2 separate regions of the Sus scrofa genome follow, and region 2 is linked to region 1. The links are chromatin contacts, called in public HiChIP or PLAC-seq maps. All regions are on one chromosome and are shown on one strand. The core of a region is the stretch at or near the end of the contact, and the rest is flanking DNA. Distances in the headings are between cores, read along the strand shown.

Region 1 (2,954 bases), core at 183-2,682:
AAAAATACCACTTTTCACACATTTATTGTTTAGGCTTACATCCTGTTGTTTCACTTAAAAAATATTTTCAAACACATCATCTCGTTTGTACAATGAAGAATTAGTTGGAGAAAACAGTGAATCAGAATTTGTCATGCATCTACACTGAAAGAATGGAACTATTGAGCCTGAAAATGTAGCAAGTGAATTTATTATTAAATTGCAGATTGTGTCCAGGCATGATATATTATTATACAAATGCGCCAAGAATTATAGAGCAATAGACCATTAAAAATAGTGTGCAAACCCTGATACCATGCTTAAATCAGGTGCTTGTCTGTGGGCCATGCCTGACTATACCTATTACATAACTGTTCTTCTAAGCTTGTAAATTCCTACGACACTGTCAAGGGAGCTGAGGGTTAGGATCAAGTTTGTACTTGAACCAAGATTCAAGGGAGCTAGCAAACTCTTCCTCTCTCTCTCCTGTCTCTATTACTTGATCTTGGGGAAAAGAAACCATAATGATCACAGATGATGTGCCTTTGTAATACACAGAAATCACCTACCTCATTTATATGGCTTAGGCTGGTTTACTGAGCACAAGTGAAAGGTTTGGGCAGGGAATGCTACTTTTAGAAAAATAAGCACAGAGTTCCCATCATAGCTCAGCAGTTAATGAACCCGACTAGCATCCATGAGGACACAGATTCGATCCCTGGCCTCGCTCAGTGGCTCAGTGAGTTAAGAATCCGGCGTTGCCGTGAGCTGTGGTGTATGTAGGTCATAGACACAGCTCAGATCCCGTGTTGCTGTGGCTGTGGTGTAGCTGGTAGCTACAGCTCTAATTGGACCCCTAGCCTGGGACCCTCCATATGTTGCCGGTGCAGCTCCTAAAAAGACAAAAGAAAAAAAAAAAAGAAAAACAAGCAAAGGTTTCATAATAGGCTGGTTTCTTTTACAAAAATCTACATTGTATAGTGTTCACCCCTAGTATATAGATGAACCTATCTTCCTGAGATGCACAGGGAACTCACTGACAAAATTCCCAGGGGTGTTGGACCACGCTTTAAGGGGATCAGAATCGCCCAAGACTTCCGTGGGTGGTGGTGGTGTTGCCAGAATCCTTTGAGATTTGCCTAAGTCTTTAGAAGGTACCCATCCCCATTACCTTAAGTTTTTTGGCAGTCACAGCACACACTGTGCTTAACTGGGTAATGCAGACTTCCACGATTTCGAGTTCTTTTTCTCATATGGAAGAAACCATGGAGGAGTCTTTCAGCTCCCCTTACTGAGTCAACTTGAACTTTTTTTCCCTTCAGCACTCACTAAGTGCTACTTACAGGAATGTCTTTCTGTGTTATGGCAAGTTTTCCGCATTTCACTGTGAAGTACTTAACATGGCCATGTTAAATTTTAATTTTTGGAATCAGTCACTTCACACTAGCTGACTCTGTCTCGAAGAGCTATAGCTCTTACAACAGGAAGGAAAACAAAACAAAACAACTTTGCTGGAAACCAGCTCTGTGGCCTAAAAGTCTATTTAAAGATGCAAATGTGTGTGCATAGTTAGTGCAGATGTTTTTCTACAGCAACTGTACTTGCCGAGTTTCACCATTTCCATAAAGCACATTAAAACAAGTGTGTGAACACTCGGAGATGAAAGTCTCCAACACTCCTGAGACTTTCAGTGGAAAGGAGAGCCGCCTGACTTTTCTCCAAGCAGACAGGAATGCCCATGATTCAGCAGCCTGAGTAAATAAAAGAGGTCCTTATTTCCTAATTTTGCTGGCTGGCCACACTGCAGCAGCCTCTGTGCTCCTGCCAAAGGGGATGCAGATCTGGAACTACACCCAGCCACTGAAGGCCTGCCTTTGTTAGCCAGCCAGGCTTTCCCGACCATCTTCTGGCAACAAAACTGCCATATCCTGCAAGGAAGACCTCCATCTCAGGCTTGATGGTTCTCTAGTCTGCCTGAAAGGACGAAACAACAGATTTTGCTGGGTCTGCGTCGGAGGAGGACAGCTGGAAACTCAGTTAGCAGCGGAGCAACACCTGTTCGCTCAGATTTATGGGGGAAAGTGCTCACTAACAGAAAAGTGAAGTCATCCTAGAAGGAGATACTGCACAGAGAGAAAAAGACACCAGAGCACAAATACCTCTGTGACCTGAGCCACGGCCCCTTGTGTGCCAACCTTAGAGCTTGAAGGGGAGGGCAAAGGTTGGCTCTGATTGCATCCTGGCTGTTGGGGGATGGACAGACCAACAGTCCCCGGACAGGGTTGCTGGGTGGCCAAATGGGGGGCTGATAATGTCCCTTTACAGCCCGTCATTGCGGGAGAAAAATGCTGAGGTCCTGGTCATTCTTTGGCTTTTCGAGTCCAACTGAAATAGCCGATAGAAAAATAAGATCAAAAGAGGAAGAAGAGAAGATGTGCAGGAAGGTTTGGGGTGATGCCAAAGCTTTTTTGGCACCACGTAAGCATGTCTTAGTCTTAGGGTAAGGTATGCGCTTCCGGAGGGCAGGGACCAAGCCTTTTAGAATGTTGACTCCAACAATATGGGCAATTCTGGGATTACTAAGGAGAAAGAAAGAAAGTAAATCGACTCACTGCAGATGTTAAAGAAGCGATCGGAATCTCTGAAGTGAAGGAAACTCCCAATACGTTTAGGTCTTCGTAGGGCTGGGCACACAAGAAGGTGGCTCACTGACGTCCTTCTGCTACCTGAGTTCATTCACTGTAAGGGCAGGGTACTCCCTAAACTGCCCTTCTGGGACTCAGTATCATGTGTATGCAAGGGCCACACAGAAGGATTTCCTTCATAGGGCCAGGATTTACATGGCTGGTTGCCTTTCAAGGGAGGAAAAGAAGCATGAATACTGACAACTCTGGTACCTGCGTTTTCAGAGGGCAATGACTCAGAATGAGAACTAAAAGTCAAGAGTCTGGAGTTTTATTTCTAGCTTCATAGCT
Region 2 (2,954 bases), core at 179-2,678, 370 kb after region 1:
CTGATTACGTGTTAAAATCATACCCTTTTGAATATATTGGGTTTAATAAAATTAAAATTGATATTAATTTTACCTCTTGTTTTACTTTTTTGAAATATTGTAACCAGAAAATTTGAAGTACACTTGTGGCTCATATAGTACATCTTCTGGACCATGTTCTTCTAGGATCATCTTTGTAAAAATGTCTTCATAGCCATAAAGGCTTCTAAACTGATTCCAAGGCCCAGCCTTGATTGAATGAATCATAATTTCTAGAGAGGGTCCTGGAATTGGTGGCTCTAATAAATGCCCCTGGAGATTCTAATCATGAGATAAATTTGGGAAATCATCCCTAAGTGATGGCCTCTACCTCTACCACAGCTTTTGTTATCTTCATCACTCACTTAGTATATTCCTTTATTACACACTGTCTCTTGCTAGCATTCTATGTTGCACATGTATATTCCCAAGTAGACAGAAAGTGCTCAGAAAAAAATAAATGTAGTAATTATAGCTAACATGTATCAAGTGCTAATAATAAGGTGCCAAGTACCCTCTCAGAGGCTCTATGTTTATTTTCTCATTTAATTTAATAGTAGCACCTATAGTGCAGTGAGGTGGGTTCTAGAGGAGATAGGAATTTAGGCCACACAGCTACTTCCTGATGCAGCCAAGAGCTGGACCTCTTCTGTCCAACTCCAAGGCCAATCTTCTACATAATATAGCCTAGGTACCTAGTGTTGGTACTTGCTTGTAAAGGATGTTTAATAAATGTGACTAATTGTAACACTCAGTACCCCAAAAAGAAATATGGGGATACTCAGTAAGTGCTAGAGGTGCCTTCTGCATACAGGAAGCAGAAGAGGCAGGAATGTGCTTGCTTCATTCGTGCTCAAGTGAAGCGCCTGTCCCCTGTCAACGGAGCAACTGCTGTGATTTACAAGGCACTGGTTTCTGATGAAGAGCTCCCAGCCTCCAGAATTCTGTAATAGGAGCACCTGTTCCAGAGCCCCAGAGGGTGCAACTGGAGCTCTGTGTGAGGGGATTGTTTGGGGGTGTGCAACATTAGAGAAAGCTATGCAGCACTTGTCAGTGGGCCAAGGAGCAGACCAGCTGAAGCCATGATGCCAAGGAACATTCTGTCCAGGCTGTGTGGATGTTAAGATTCCCAGAAAGAAAAAAAGAAATGTTGGGTTGGAAGCTGAAGCAAGATTCACCAGGCTTGTACAAGGCATTTAGCTTTTAGTTGTTATAAAAATGAAAATAATTGTGAAAGCAGAGAGAAATCTGCAGCTGCTTGGGGCTATTCATACCATAAGAGATCCCACCAGGCCCTCTTTATTGTTGCAGTTTTGGCAAATTATTTTCTTATCACACACAACCTCCTCACTTCTGTTCCTGGATAAGCACTTAGGCTCATAAAGCTGTGGGTCAGCCACAGTTGAGCATCCAGCCCACGGAACAGCCGGCCATGGGGAGCTCTGGGGCCCGCCCCTCTGAAAAGCAGCAACTGGAGTCCATAAAAAACTAGCCTGGCTGGTCCATTAGTGGTTCTGGGTCTGGAGCTCTGGCCTGGATCACCCGCCCCCTTCGGCAGAGCCTCACCTGCAGAGAGGGCTGAGCTGCGAGGGCCAGACCAGGGGCCACATCCCTGGGTGCTGAGCCCCTAGTGGCTTCCAGGGCAAGGGGCAGGTGCACGAGCTGGCCCTCAGCTGCCAGGGACTGGCCGGCCACAGACAGAGGGGCCTGGTGCCCACCACACATGTGCGTTGGACAAATGCGCTGGCATCTCCGGCGTGGGCAAAGAGCATGCCGCTTCCATTATCCCGGCCCATTAGGGAAGCAATTGGAAAAAAAACATTTAGCAATTTGGACAGGAGTGAGACTGCAGAATGGCTCGTTTCTCTGTGACAGCCTGCCACGTACAGATGAAAGGGAAGGCTTATAACAAATTTTCATTACCCCCAAATAAAACAGCAACAGCAGGCAAAGCAAGGGCTTTGAGGCTGAGAGGTGGGGCCAGAAATCCACCCAGAAGACCACAAAGGAGCCTCAGCAAAACAAATCAATCACTCTCTCAGTCACTTCCACTTGCCGAGCTCGGCTCATGCAAATGACAATCAGGCCTGTCAGCCTGTCAGGCTTTGGCCTTGAGCTCCTTGCCTCACACTATTCATTATGTGCACCAAAATACAACCTGCTGGCTCTCCTCTTGCCCAACGCCCTTGCTCACCTGCCCTCAGTAGTCTATGCTCGGCAGGAAAACCCACTGCCAACCTGGAAAGCAGTGATTTGGTAAAGAGGAGAGACCAGGGGTTTACAAATAGCACCAGAGTCGTTGCATTTTGCTTTGCTTCCAGCTTTAGCTAACACAGGAGAGAAATCCAACCTTAGATTCAGAAGGGCAAAGGCCCTGAGGGCTCCCGGGTGCTCAGCTTCTTCGGTGCTCCCCCCACTCCCAATTCAAGTTCTGCAGAGAGACTCCCAGACACCCACTAAGCACAGACCCCGAATCAAACCCCTGCCTCTGAATATCCTACACAGACCTCACAGCCCACTCCTGCTCTAATGAGCCTGGCTGCCCGCAGAGCTGTATAATACATTGAGCCTTTGACCTTATTAGAAGACAACTACACAAATACTGCCTTTTCCTGGCCTGGGTGTCTGTCCACAGGTATCCTCAGCACGTTTACCATGGCAGATAAAAATGAAGTGTGGCGGGGGGTTGCAGGCAGGATGTTGAATAAGACCAGGTCTGGAACAGAGAGACTTTCCATTCCACAATTTCATTATCAACAGCTTCAAAAACACATGTTATTAAACATCTGGGTTTCTGTGACATCGAAGACTGCACAGAGAATGGAATAAATGGGATTCCATAAATGGGGGGTCTAAGGCTAGCTCCCCTTTGGGATGGCTAGTGTTGACAGCTAAAGGACAGAGTCTGGTCACAGCCCCAAGAATACCAAGGGAGG

What was found. HiChIP or PLAC-seq counts read pairs in DNA pulled down with a chosen protein or histone mark.
Region 2: an H3K27ac HiChIP or PLAC-seq map of skeletal muscle shows a contact between it and region 1, with 2.3 times the contacts expected there. The contact joins two enhancer-like sites. A contact is called at or near these places in 1 of 47 Hi-C or Micro-C datasets (embryonic fibroblasts) and 1 of 2 datasets of contacts at active chromatin or transcription factors (skeletal muscle).

The regions. Positions count from the first base shown.
Region 1 is chr6:110,003,784-110,006,737 of Sscrofa11.1, forward strand. The region is part of intron 2 of ZNF521 (zinc finger protein 521); the gene reads right to left. Among named protein-coding and RNA genes, the nearest start is that of ZNF521, 120 kb to the right of the region's middle. Within about 2 kb of position 1,433, at least 33 of the 83 cell types and tissues checked have an H3K27ac peak or open chromatin away from gene starts, as enhancers often do. A contact at or near this core is called in skeletal muscle, where this site is marked.
Region 2 is chr6:110,369,048-110,372,001 of Sscrofa11.1, forward strand. The region is part of intron 2 of LOC110261185 (a long non-coding RNA gene); the gene reads right to left. Among named protein-coding and RNA genes, the nearest start is that of ZNF521, 250 kb to the left of the region's middle. Within about 2 kb of position 1,429, at least 7 of the 83 cell types and tissues checked have an H3K27ac peak or open chromatin away from gene starts, as enhancers often do. A contact at or near this core is called in skeletal muscle, where this site is marked.